Regions from separate parts of the Zea mays genome. Here region 2 is linked to region 1. The links are chromatin contacts, called in public Hi-C maps. All regions are on one chromosome and are shown on one strand. The core of a region is the stretch at or near the end of the contact, and the rest is flanking DNA. Distances in the headings are between cores, read along the strand shown. Region 1 holds the start of LOC542478 (photosystem II subunit29). Region 2 holds the start of LOC100194072.

Region 1 (6,828 bases), core at 1,432-3,931:
TAGAGAGCGGACACAATCAATAAAAAATATTGAGATTTTTTGGTGGATAGTTTACGTGGGTATTGTTGTAAGCCGTCGCAACGCACGGGCAACCGACTAGTGTCCTATAATGCATGAGTTCTTGGTTCTTGTGTCGTCCCTTCTCTTCTCGTTTTCAATAAAGATAAGTTAAAATTATGCATAAATAGGGTCTGAACTTTGATCGTTGTCTCCACATTCATACCTACCTAGTCAAAAATACATATTTTTATGTTTTTATATTTCATATTAAGCATAATATATGCTTTTTTATGAAAAAATAGAAAAAATAGACTATATCATGCCACACCAAAGGCCTAGATCCGGCACGGTGATTGAGTCGGGTGGCACGAGCTCGGTGGACAACGGATCAGGCTAAACCGTGCTGGCCATATGCTGTCTAAGAGATCCAGCCCATTTGAACATGTATATATGTACACACGTGATACATCCGCGTAGGCAGCCAGCGACGCAATCAAGATGATGGTCCGTGCAGACGGGGCTATAAGTTGTCAGCGCAGTAGACCTGTCAGGTCGTTGATTGAGATACATAGGTTTTCAATTTGGTACATTTAGGATTGGTTAGGTTCGGTTCAAGATTGTAGTTATTTGATTGGGTAGGGAATAAATGTCGATGCAGGCACTCGTCGTGGCGCTACATTCTGTCGTCCTCCACGCTTATGAGGGAAGTCACGAGGACACGTGCAGGATCCACTGTCACCATTCTCGCAAGCCGCTTAGGACTTTCAGATGCTCATTATAAAAGTTTAAAATATGTTTGATCCTATTTAAATAAGTTCTACCTTCGTGAACCATCTAATTAGTGTTTCAATATATGTAACTTGGACTCACGTCATGTTCATATGCTCATATGAGTTAGAACGCACTTCAGCGATAGTATGAAATCCCACTTGAACAGATATTAAGTCCCGTTGCAATGTTTTTCAGGGAAACTACAGGGGAGAGGATATATACGAAGACCAGCAACAGCAATAACGCAGGGCCCGTGAGTTACAATTTTGCAGCTACACAGGCCAACGGCACAAACCGAAACCAAGAGGGCTCAGGGGCAAAGTCTTTGTTCGAGATGATAAAATCATCGCACTCTCACTTTGCAACACTACGAGAAGGAGGATGCTCTGCACGAAAAATTTCTCCGTTTCATGCGCGTCCCTTTGGCATTCGAACACATTTGCAGATTTGCTAGGTAGGACCTAGGAGTATTTGATAAATGATTGACTAAAAACTCCCATCGTCACTACGTGCATTCATTTAGGCCACACACGCACGCACGATCTAACAAAAACTAACCATAGTGCATCATGTATCCTCGGTCATCTCAATCTGCAAGGTAGATATGTATATGTGTACACAAGTGAATGCATTGATTCATCACTGGTTGGATCATATATTACAAACCACCAAGTCCCAGCGGTAGCTCTCCTAATTAACGAGATCTCCATTAACAAAGGATCGATCTTGTCATCCTCTCTCTCCCACTCATCACAAAACGAGACCACGCACGACGGGTTGATCCATCCCCAGGCTCATAGAGATCGTAGTTAATTAATCCAAGAACACGTTCCGGTCGATGGACGGGGCGGAGCAATGGCGGGCTTAAGAGGACCCTCCGAACGTGTCGAAGATGGTAGTGTGGAGCGGGTCGCTCAGGTGGGTGGCCCAGTTGTTGAGCGGCCCCTTGCCGGTGGCGGCGGCCTGCACGGCGAAGCCGAGGAAGGCGACCATGGCGAGGCGCGCGTGCTTGATCTCCGCCAGCTGCAGCCGCTCCTTCTTCTCAGGGTCGGCCGCCAGGCCGAGCGGGTCGAAGTAGGAGCCGCCGGGGTACAGCCTCTTCTCCGGGTCGAGCTCGGCGTTGCGCTGGAACTCGATGTAGCCGATCACGAGCACCTCGATCCAGATGAGCGTCGAGATGGAGAACGGCAGCGGCTGGCCCAGGTAGGAGGACCCGTCCACCAGCTCCACCTGCACGTACGTGTACGCCGGCCGTCACATTAATTCGCAGGTTGGTTAGATCGTCTGAGAGCAGATCGAGAACGAACTCCATGGATTCATGCATGCATAGCTTAATAGCTAGCTATTCACGTACCTTGCCGGCGTCCTGCCAGGTGACGCCGGTGAGCCACTCGACGGAGAGGGCGCCGAGGGTGGCGAGCATGGCCCAGCGGCCGTGGATGAGCTCGCACTCGCGGAACCGCTGGAGGCCGAACACCTCGCTGTAGGGCTGCAACGGGGTGGACTTGACTTCGGAGGACTCGAACCGGGTGCCGATGATGCCGCCGGCCTCATTCTTGGCCAGGTTCTGGTCCAGCGAGTCCAACTCGAACTGCAGGTACTCCACGGGCTTCCCGAGACCGAACGGGTCGAACCCGTAGTCGCCGACCAGCGAGCCGTCCAGGTAGTCGGGCGCCACGGCGCCGGGGAACCACAGCGGCCGGTCAGAGGAGGTCGATGTCTTCGCCACCTTCTTCGGAGCAGGCTTCGCCTTGCCGCCCAACCCGAACCCGAACCGGGCCACGATGCGCCCGTTCTGTGGCGCCGGGTCCGCCAGGCGGGTGCCCAGGAATGTGCTCGCCGCGGCGGCCACCGATGAAGCCATGGCTGCTCCTCCACGTACTCTCCTTGGTGTGCTGAGGTTGGTGTGTGGCGCTGGGCTCGTCACGGGCTACAAATAGGAAAAGTGCTTATAGGAAATCCCGGTGCTATCTCTGGGTGGCAGATCGGACGGCCGTAGACCGGACGTGATCTATTTGACGGTCACGATGGGCTCTGCCTTATCCGGGTCTTATCTGTATGGTCCAATGGATGGGCTGCATTTGGAGTGCCTCTGATTTGTGGTCTTCGGATTGCCTGTGGCTGGAAAAATATTGTCCAAAATAATCTTCTTGGAGATCGATCATGTGGTTTTGGTCCCAAAACGGGTGCGAGGCTCTGTTTCTGTCATGTTCCAGATTATAACTGAATCCTCAGGTTAGACCGTTAGAGGCAACCAAAAGAACCTTTACCGATGTTGCTTCACTGTTGCTTTTCAAGGAAAATGAGCAAAACGTGTTCCACTAAATTTTAGGCGTAGATTGTTCCAATATGAGCTGAATTGATGTTAAATTCGTGTTATTCTATTCATATTCATGCTAGCAAAGGGAAAAAGGCTACAGTTCCTGTCTTCCGGGGTCCGGACTCACGAAGGTGAATGCAGCGCAAAACGGTATAAACTGCTCGTTACGAATTAAAGCCGGCTGTTAAGACTTTTCAACCTCAGATATTTTTCAGTGCTGAGCCCGGTACATACAAACTCACATAAAGAACTTCACCAATTGTTTTCATGGTTGCCACACTATATTATATATAAGTGAACACGGCCTCCCAAATTACCTGAATTTAAATACAAAAGAGAAAACTATATTTCTCTGCTTGAGTAACATTGACCCCTACACACAGAAAATGTATACATTTGATTTCAAGACATATGAGAAAATACAAATATCTGTCCAGTAGTAAGAATAATCTGGATCCTTTTGTACGGCAGAATGCTACATCACAAGACGAGCAGCCAAAGACGTCTGTGATGAAAGGGGAACATTTGGTGGTTTCTCAACACGGTCCAGATGTTACTGTTAATTCTGTTATCCTGGGAAACTCTCCTCTGCAAAGGGCTGATTCTAATGCCTTGTGGAATAAAGGTTTCCATCAAATTTTGTGACAGCTTCGTTCGGCTTCGGGGCTTCCGATCTTTCTTCTCTCTTCTTCTTTTCCCTGCAAGTACGACGGTTACATTGGACAAGTTTTACTCAACTTTTTGACAGCACTTAGTAAAAAAAAGGAGTGATTTAATTTAATTGGACAAAAGGGTACTCTCTCTGTTCTAAATTATGAGTCGTTCACCTACAGAAAACAGTTCGGCTTATAATTTAGAAAGGAGGGAGTAAATTTTACTGATGAAGTCATGCATTTGAAGCATTTAATTCAAAATATAAACCTTTCAAATTGGTTAGCAGAGAATCATTTACTGAACGCATTCAGACTTAAATGGCAGTAAAGGTGACAAAAAATAATGTGTTCCTGGCATATGTGTGCATTACCTATCCACGTATTCCTTGAGAAGTTCCTTGGCTTGAACCAACTTTGAGAGTATGTTGCGGTAAACATCAAGGTCCCTATCCACACTTCTTTTACTGACGTTTAGTGCAGCGCAAAGCTATGGATCAAGAAATAAAATCAGTGACTATTACCAATATTAGAGCAAGTCTAGAAGACTATATAATTCCTAATTATTAGGACAAGAAATTTTGATAGAAAAATACCCTCCAACAGCTTGTTTAATTAGTTATCCAAATGTGGTCATCCTCTATTCCGAATTTCTCGCTAGCTAAAGATAGAGAGTGAGAATAGCTCTCTAGAGTACGCACAGGATAGCGAAAGGACTTCTATCCGAGTTGGTTAGGTGGTCTGAGCAGCACTCCTGAGGTCTTGGGTTCGACTCCCCGTGGGAGCGAATTTCAGGCTATGGTCAAAAAAAAAAAAATCCCCTCATCTTCAAATGATGATTTAGAGAGTGAATTTTAGACTCTTGAAGATGGTCCTAGCATTGTAACAGTTAAATAGCATTTAAGTCTGATGTCAATACCAAGCACTACCTACACTTCTCAAATGTTTTGCCAAAATATTTGTTATACTTCGCCAAAAATGACTTTATCCAAATGTGCTGAAATGTTGCGCACATTTTTTTTGGGGTATTATACCCTAGTTCGAAGTTTTCAATTTAATAGTGCAGAAAGAGTTATCAACCTAAATATTAATTCATTTAGCTAGTAAAGCTGTTCCTTCCATTGGTTATCTAAAAAAAATATAAACCAAGATAAGCATATGTTGAATGACAGCTTATATCTGAATGGAAATCTATCATATTCCCAAGCGCCAGCCAAAAACATTATGAGCAAAAAAAAATGAGTTACAAGTCTACCGTGCTGTACTGGGTAGAAGGGCAGACCAGACCATGTCTAGGTCAAATGAGATTTCAAGATTGAAACCCAACTTCCATGAGTCTGCCAACACATATATCTGAATAAGTCCTTGAGAAAGCTACCAAGCAGACTTATTTGAACCCAAAATTTTATTTTCTACTTTGTTAGAAACACCAAAAAATTCTGTTCAACTTCATACTGACAATCACATGCTATAGTGCTATACTGGTTAATATATTTACAATCTCCATCCCGGGAGAAAAACATTGAACAGGCCAGTGTAAATGAATTCAAATTATAGTTTGATATATGCTTTTCTACCTAAAACAGTTGTGGATACTGAATATTACATTCAGTTTCAGCAACTGGTGTGGTTTAGACTTTTGGGGGGGGGGGGGGGGGTGTAAAAGTTTTCAGAAATAAAATTGTAGGCGAAATAGGAAGCATAATTCAGAACACATACAACAAACAAGAAATGCAAAAACAAAAAAAACTTGACCACAGGACAAGAAAGGCAGAAACAAATTAATGAGGGAAGGAACAACCTTGTCTAGTATTGTTGGCTCCGTTGCATTTGAGAGCTCAAGCAAACGGAACAAGCCAACTGCAAAGAATCGGCTGTAGCTGAAGTTTCCCTTACCCTTGGCCCTTTCTGATATATCTTTCAGAATAGCCTCGATTTCTCCATCTCTGGAAGAAAAATCAACTAAGGAACTACCGTTCTGGGAACGTGCCCACTCTTCCATCTTTAGTGCATCAGCTCTGTATAGTGAAACAAAAGACACTTAACAGGACAGTTTAAAATAGAAAACGTTACTTTCTGGCAAAAGAAACTTTATAATGCCAAGTTGCCAACTAGTGACACAAAATACATAACGTTTAATTAATGCCAAAAAGCATAGCATCTAGTGAATCCCAAAAAATGTAGCATTAACTAGCGTGAGTCAGAAATATAATGGATGTAAAGCAAATAATTCAGTACTATTTTTTTTCTCTAAGCACCTGTATTGATCAGGATCTTCATTTAATGCTGTTATATATGCCTTGAAGATGGAATCCCTGTCCTCATTGCTGGGGTACCCTTCCATGAGCTGATCATAGACAGTGACGAAGCCAAGAGCAAACACAGCATCATACTGATAGGTTTTTTTGTATCTCATCAGGTGTTGCTGCACCAAAAGTTCTTGTAAGACTGCACTGTAAATGCTTGGGATTGGGCGTTTGTATGACTTAAGGAAGTTCAGTTTTGTTTCTGCGACAGTGGGTGGGACATCTGTACAAGATTATGAACGTATTAGAAAGGAGCACCAATAACTTTCTGTATCTGTACTATGCTAGTTACGCAAACAGGATGTTATACATTGAATCCAGGCATCCAGAGGATTCTAATCAAAACACACAGGACAATATTTTCCATAACCTGGCAGCAAATACTTAACAAATGGCTTACAGTTCGTTTGAGGGTAGACATCAAAAAGTATCAGAACAAAGGGAGAAGCCAAAAGCAACATGAGAACTTCTGAAATGAGGTGGTTGTGCGTAAAATATTGAAGTTTTGCAGAAAGAACAATTTGGCAGTGTTTTTTTTTTCATCTGCACCAAAACTTGTAATGGCAGTACCTGTTATTGTACACCAGTTTGCCTCCTAAGCATCAAAACAAATTATGTTCCATAAAAAATTATATGCGAAGATGGTGATCCCAGAAACCTATTCAAGAAAGGGACTAATGATTCTGAATCAGATTTCACCAAAAAAATGTATGGATACTAGCTCATCTCCGATAGTTATTTCATAGATCCTTTTTAACTCTAGTGTACCCAAACTTGCTTG
Region 2 (6,828 bases), core at 2,306-4,805, 200 kb after region 1:
CAGAGTGAGGCTGACAGGCAGCCAGGCCCGGCCTCAGGCACCATAGGAAACTCCGCTTCGCCCGACCCAGGGCTCGGACTCGGGCTCAGCCCCGGAAGACGGCGAACTCCGCTCCGCCCGACCCAGGGCTCGGACTCGGGCTCAGCCCCGGAAGACGACGAACTCCGTTTCACCCGACCCCAGGGCTCGGACTCAGCCCTGGCCTCAGCCGACGGTCTCCGCCTCGCCCGACCCAGGGGCTCGGACTCGACCTCGGCCTCGGAAGACAGACTCGACCTCGACCTCGGAGGAGCCTCCACATCGCCCAACCTAGGGCACGGACCGACCACGTCAACAGGAGGCGCCATCATTACCCTACCCCAAGCTGACTCAGGCTACGGGAAACAAGACCGGCGTCCCATCTGGCTCGCTCCGCCAGACAAGCAATGATGGCGCCCCGCACGCTCTATGACGACGGCGGCTCTCAGCCCCCTTACGGAAGCAAGAGGACGTCGGCAAGGACTCGACAGCTCCGACAGCTGTCCTTCCGCCAGGCTCCAGCGCACCTCCGACGGCTACGACACCACACGAACCGGGTGCCAAAACCTCTCCGGCTGCCATGATGGCATGTACTTAGGGCGCTAGCTCTCCTCCGCTAGACACGTTAGCACTCTGCTACACCCCGCATTGTACACCTGGATCCTCTCCTTACGTCTATAAAAGGAAGGACCAGGGCCCTCTTACAGGGGGTTGGCCGCGCGGGGAAGAGAACGGGACAGGCGCTCGCGTGAGGCCGCTCGCTCCCTCCCGCGTGGACGCTTGTAACCCCCTACTGCAAGCGCACCCGACCTGGGCGCGGGACAAACACGAAGGCCGTGGGATTTCCACCTCTCTCTCTCCGGCTGCCTTTTCCCCCCTTCGCGCTCCGTCTCGCGCCGACCCATCTGGGCTGGGGCACGCGGCGACAGTTTACTCGTCGGTCCAGGGACCCCCCGGTCTCGAAACGCCGACAGTATTGTATTAATACAAAAGACCATATGTCACTGTAGTTGGAATTAGTCTTTTCTGAACGTCTCTAAATTATGTTGAAATCACCCCCTGTTAAAGCAGGAAGGTTTTCTTTGAAATGTACCAATTGATGACCTTATGCAATGAATTTAAGGTGGGGATCCTCTCCCCTCCGTTGACAGTAAAAAAAGCAAGTGTACCGATTCAGTTAAAAAACTTGTTTTATGCTGTGGTTGTGCCACGCCATAAACCAACACTAACAGCCACTTAAAACCATGCATCCATCTTGTTTCTAAGTTTAAACTTAACAAAGTATTGTTCTTTCTCTATTTTCCTATATGAGAAGTACGTCAATTGCCCCCTAACAAAATACCAATAGATCTGTCCTGAAGAGGTTTACAATGCCCCACATAATCTTTCAAGTTGTTTGCTTCAAATTAAAGCCAGTTCTCCGGCCGTAATTCATAAAGACAAAAGTATGTAGAAACAATAGAAGCGTTTCGAATTAAAATTAAGCGAACAACTTGTTTACTTCTGCAAAGGTCTTATAACTTGTAAGAAACTTGTGGAACATTCCCTTTCTCTGATTCTGGCAAGACAATAAAAATCAGGTCTTTCTCTAGCCCCGTTTGAATCTTTGAAATTAAATTTTATTCTAATAATCATAATTTAGACCTAGATCAATTAAACTAATATAGTTCTATGCGGAATATATGTATATACTACCGTTGACCATATAAGAGAGATATTTATGTGCTATATTTTAACTATAGAGGAGCGAGTCGATGAGCTTGTTACAAATTGCAGATTAGAAATATAGCCTACATAAAATCAATTTCCATCCCTCCACCCTATAAATTTAAGATAATCTTATATTTGAACTTTAAAAAGTGATGGCATGTCAAATTCCAACCCAAATAGGCTACTATATTAAGTAAATTTCAATTCCTCCAAACCAATTTCAGCAAGAAACCTATGTTTCTTACTATCCCCAAAAAATCGTTTTATTGATTAACTAATTCCATCTTTGAATTTCCTGCCTTTTTGGACCAATTTTCTTCGAGGCAGATGTGTCTTTTCTAGGTAAGGTATGTAGATCACAGTCCAGAGAGACCATTTACCTCCCCCTCACTCAAACACTCGGCCACTTTACCACACAATAAGTTTAGTGTGCAAAACAGAAGATCCATTGCCATAATGCAGAACAAGAACATACGTGGAGATAAAGAATACTCAGGTTTTCCATCTAAATACCATCCAGTGATGTACTACATACAGTGATACAAAGAATGTGACGCCCGCCGCAGGGAGGCAGCCAACGCGGAACGCGCGCGCGCCCCACCGCGTCACGAGCTCAGACGTTGTCAGGCAGGTCGAAGTGCTGGACGCCGAGCACCTGCAGCGCGGCGTTCTGGACGAAGAGCACGAGGCCGCACTTGGTGGCGCGAAAGCCGTCCCAGAGCGGGAACTGGACGGTGCCCGACACGGTCTTCTTCGGCGAGGCGCCCTCCCGCACGGCGGCCACCTTCTCGAGACGGCGCACCACGTGGTCGTTGAGCAGCGACTTGCCCTTGTTCTCGCCGCGCCCGCAGTCGGTCACCAGCCCGCTCTCGTACAGCGCCACCAGCACGCTCGCGCCGCCTGGGCCCTCCACGCGGCTGCGCAGGGTGCCCGTGAACGACGCCTGCAGTGTTGCGGGGCTCGGCCGCTGGAACGTGACCTGCGCGCGCGCATCCGATCCGGTCAGGTCGTGGCTTCACGCAATCACGCTCATCAGTCTACAGTGACAGTGACACCCCAGGCCCCCAGCGTCTACGGGCGATCCGGTTACGGCAGATCTGAATCGCTGTTGGTTGCCGATCCAGCGTAAGCATAGTAGTGGCGATCATGAGACGCTCTACAGCAACAGCATTTGGAATATCCAGGGTTTTTTTTTTGTCTTGGTTCTTAAATTTGCAGAGCAGTTAGCTAAACAGTTTGTGCAAGAAGTATGCAATTTTACGCAGCATACGTACGTACGTACCTTGATGGCGGGCGCGGGGTAGCGCGGGGCGTCGCGGACGGCCAGCGCGAGCGCGTCCTGGTCGGTGCCGACGCAGTGCGCGCGGCCCTGCAGGACGACCTGCGGCGTGAAGAGCGTGTCGAGGCGGAGCGCCTCCACGTAGGCCTTCTGGCGCACGGTCCAGGCGCTGGACGCGAAGGGGTCCTTCCACCCGCGGTAGTCCCAGTAGTCGACGTGGAACGCCAGCACCACGACGGCGCCGTCCCCGGACCCGGAGTCCTGCGCCAGCCGCGCCGCCACGGCGTCCGCCTCGGGCGACGCCCCGCACCCCTGCGACCCGAACAGCTCCACCAGCACCGGGCCAGCGGGGGGCGCCTCCAGCTGGCCCTCGCCAGTCGCGTCGTCCGGCGCCGCCGCGACGCCGCGCCCGAAGCACGCCAGCAGCCGCGGCGCCATTCGGTCGAGCCGAGCGAGCTGTCGTGATCAGCTAGCGAGCGAGCTGCCGTGCGCGCGTCGACCGCAGCTGCGTAGGAACGTCGTCGCGGCGAAGGGAGCGGATCAAGTGAGGTCGCTCGCGCGCTGGCCCTTGGCGCGCAAGATAAGTAGGAGGTGTCTGGGTGTGATGTGATTGGTGGGGGCAGCTGTTGGGTGGGTGGAGTGGAGAGGAGAGGTGGTGGAACGTAACATGGCGGAGGCGACGGCAACAGGGTACCAGCCTGTCGCCACGCACCCGCTCTTGGATCGTCGCCGGCTAGCTGCCATGTGTGTGTTACGCGCCCACGCCTAACCTCCAGGCAGCCCTCTTTGTTTTTTTTTCATCTATCTTTTCCTGCTGCTGACTTTTGCTACATTTAGTTTCCACTGGTTCAGTGCGATCTGAGATGCAATATACTCCATGACTGCTACTAGTATACATTTTGTGGTCGTGTTCTTTACCAAATGTAAAGAGGAGGAGCACGCCTTTTGCTTTCACGATGCATGATGATGCTTTGCTTTATAGATGGCCAACCGGGCCGCACGGCACGGCACTGGCACTAGCACGGCTAGGCACGGCACGAAAGGACACGGCACGGTTAGGCACGGTAGAAGATCCGTGCCGTGCCTATTAGTGCCAGCGTGCTGGGCCCTCGGCCCAGGCACGGCACTACCAGTGCTTAACCGTGTCGTGCCGTGCCAACAGGCACGCCAGCACGCCAGTGCTAGTGCCAGCACGGGCACTACGAGTAGAAAAACCAGCAGCAGCATTCAAACAGCATAACTGAGTAACAGATTTCATAGTTAATAACAGATTCAAACAGTATTCAAACAGCATTCACAAAGAGAGTAAGAGACTAATCAAACAACAATTTTATGAGCTGTAGTGCAATGGTTGCCTCGTTAAAAACCTGTCTAGGTAAAACTCACCCTTGTGAGAAACCCTAGACAGGAAAAAAGAGTACAGCCCAGCTCATTAAAATGTTTTTCAAATGTTTACAGTCCAGTCCAGTGTCCAGGTGCATAATATTACAGTCCCATTACAGAAATGGTCAGAAAGAGAGTAAGACTAATCAAGATAAAGATCTTCAAATGTTTCTTCAAGCTCTTTGTCATCCACCATGTGTTGCATCCTTGCTTGAGCATCCTCCCAATCTTTAATGCATGTCAACATCTCAACCACATCAGACTTCAATCTCCTCCTCCGCTCGTCGATGATCCTGCCAGTTAAACTAAAAGTGGATTCTGAAGAGATGGTAGACACAGGAACAGTTAAAATATCTTTAGCCATAATTGACAGTACTGGATAAGTGAGTTTGTGCTGATGCCACCAGTGCAAGATATTGAAATCATCAGTTAATTGGTTGACAGTGTCACAATCTAAGTAAGAAATGAGTTCAGAAGCAGTAGAAGCTGAAGAGCTTGCAGCATGCAGTAGAGCAGTTGCAGAGGTATCTCTAGCAATGTTTAGAGTAGAAGCAAAAGAATGCATACCAACAGAAGTACCCACATCATCAGCATCATCATAAATTTCATCCCAAGCAGACCGTTTCTTACCAGACAAGTTAGGAGGGACAACCCTGTTCAATCTAACAGATCCATATTTCTCTTCATATTTATTATAAACATCAGTAAGCTTAGCTCTAGTGGTAACCTGATAAACAGCATAATCTGTACTTGTCAGGTTCATTAATCTTCTAAGCACTCTACTAAAACCTTTCATTTTAGCTCTAGGGTCCAAGATGAATGCAAAAGAGTAAAGTAAAGGGATGTTCCTCCAATATTTATTATATTTATCTATCATAGGTTGAATGACACCTCTGATGTGAGTGTCATTAGCATAGTTCTTTAGATGTATAGCAATCTTAACAAGAAAATGAAGCATAAGTGGAGATGTGGGATAATAAACACCAGACAATGCAACTGTAGAATCATAAAATAGCTCAAGAAATTTAAGTACTTTCTCTCCAACAACCCAATGTTCATCAGTTAAAATAAATTGATCACCTTCAGCCCTAGGATAGTTTGCATGCATGAAAGTAGTGAAAGGTATCTTATGAGGAAACAAATGCTTAAGCATGAGATATGTAGAGTTCCACCTAACCTCCATGTCCAACTGGAATTTTCTAGGCCTAATATTAGTAGCAATGCAATAACTTTTATATGCAGCAATTCTCTGATTAGAGGAGTTTAAAAAAGATATTGCAGTTCTAAATGTTTCAATCAAATTCTTAAGAGCATCTAGGGCCTCTTTAACTATCAAATTGATTATATGACATGCACAACGCTGATGCAAGAACATTTCAGATTCTACCCCATTATCAATACCAAGATATGGTGACATTATAGGTCTAAGCAACCTCATGGCAGCAGCATTAGATGATGCATTGTCTAGGGTAAAAGCAAACACCTTATTAGTCAAGCCATAATCAGCAAGCACACCAGCAACACGATCAGCAATGTTTTGTCCATTGTGTGACACATCAATAAGAACTAAAGCAAGCACCCTTTTCTCTAGTTGCCAATCAGGGTTTATGTAATGGGCAACAACACTAAGGTAGTCCTCTTTGGCATTACCAGACCAAATGTCAGAGGTCAAACACACACAATTAACATCAGAAGAAGAAAGTGTCTCAACAAGCTTAGCCTTTTTGTCAGTGAAGTATTTAACCATGTCTCTGGTGGTGGTTTGCCTAGAGACAGGCACAAATTTAGGATTATGTGCAGTTCTAATGTAGTGTTCAAATGCAGCATTTTCACCCAAACTAATAGGAATTTCTAGCCTAGCAAGCAATCGAACCAATTCATTACGTGCAACCATAGGACAGTACTCCCAATTACGCATACTACCATCAGGATTAAAAGATATCTGAGACTGAGACATGCGGGTTTTTTCACGCCTCCTGGGACATCTATCTCTATGTCGGGTCAGGTGGCCAGTGCCACCACTAGAGAGAGCAGAATATTGCTTAGAGCAATGTATGCACTTAGCTGCAAACCTTATCTTCTTACCATTCACGGTTTTGAAAATTTTCTCGAAATCTAACCACACTGCAGAAGTAGAAGGACGACAATGCTTGGAACTGTGTTCGTCCCCTTCACCTTCTTGATCCTGACCACCGACTTGTTGTTCATCACCGACATGGACGGGATGCTCACTGCTAAGGCCAAAGAGCGCTGCAGCATCCTCCCGGAGGTCATCCTCATCGTCGTCTCCGGCCAACCCACACAACCGTCGCTCCTCGTTGCAGTCGATCTCAACAGTTTCATCGTCGGAGACGGCCATCGACCCACCTCGGGCTCGGAGTCCCGGTTCCTCAACGGAGTAAGCCGGAGCACCAGAGCTAGGAGAGAGGAGGGGATGA

Evidence for each region. Hi-C and Micro-C count contacts between places; a contact is called where the count stands out from the background.
Region 2: a Hi-C map of tassel shows a contact between it and region 1, with 4 times the contacts expected there. The contact joins the promoter of LOC100194072 here to the promoter of LOC542478 in region 1. A contact is called at or near these places in 6 of 25 Hi-C or Micro-C datasets (bundle sheath, ear, endosperm and 2 more) and 1 of 3 datasets of contacts at active chromatin or transcription factors (leaf).

Annotation. Positions count from the first base shown.
Region 1 is chr7:166,290,417-166,297,244 of Zm-B73-REFERENCE-NAM-5.0, forward strand. LOC542478 (photosystem II subunit29) reads right to left here and starts at 2,682. Exons shown (of 2, transcript NM_001112032.2): 1 at 2,126-2,682; 2 at 1,258-2,001. The coding sequence starts at 2,635. The coding sequence ends at 1,636. It overlaps LOC100193314 (chloroplast-localized Ptr ToxA-binding protein 1), which reads right to left. Exons shown (of 5, transcript NM_001138451.1): 2 at 6,000-6,270; 3 at 5,543-5,759; 4 at 4,116-4,231; 5 at 3,278-3,789. The coding sequence ends at 3,696.
Region 2 is chr7:166,485,861-166,492,688 of Zm-B73-REFERENCE-NAM-5.0, forward strand. LOC100194072 reads right to left here and starts at 3,556. Exons shown (of 1, transcript NM_001139128.1): 1 at 2,155-3,556. The coding sequence starts at 3,445. The coding sequence ends at 2,885.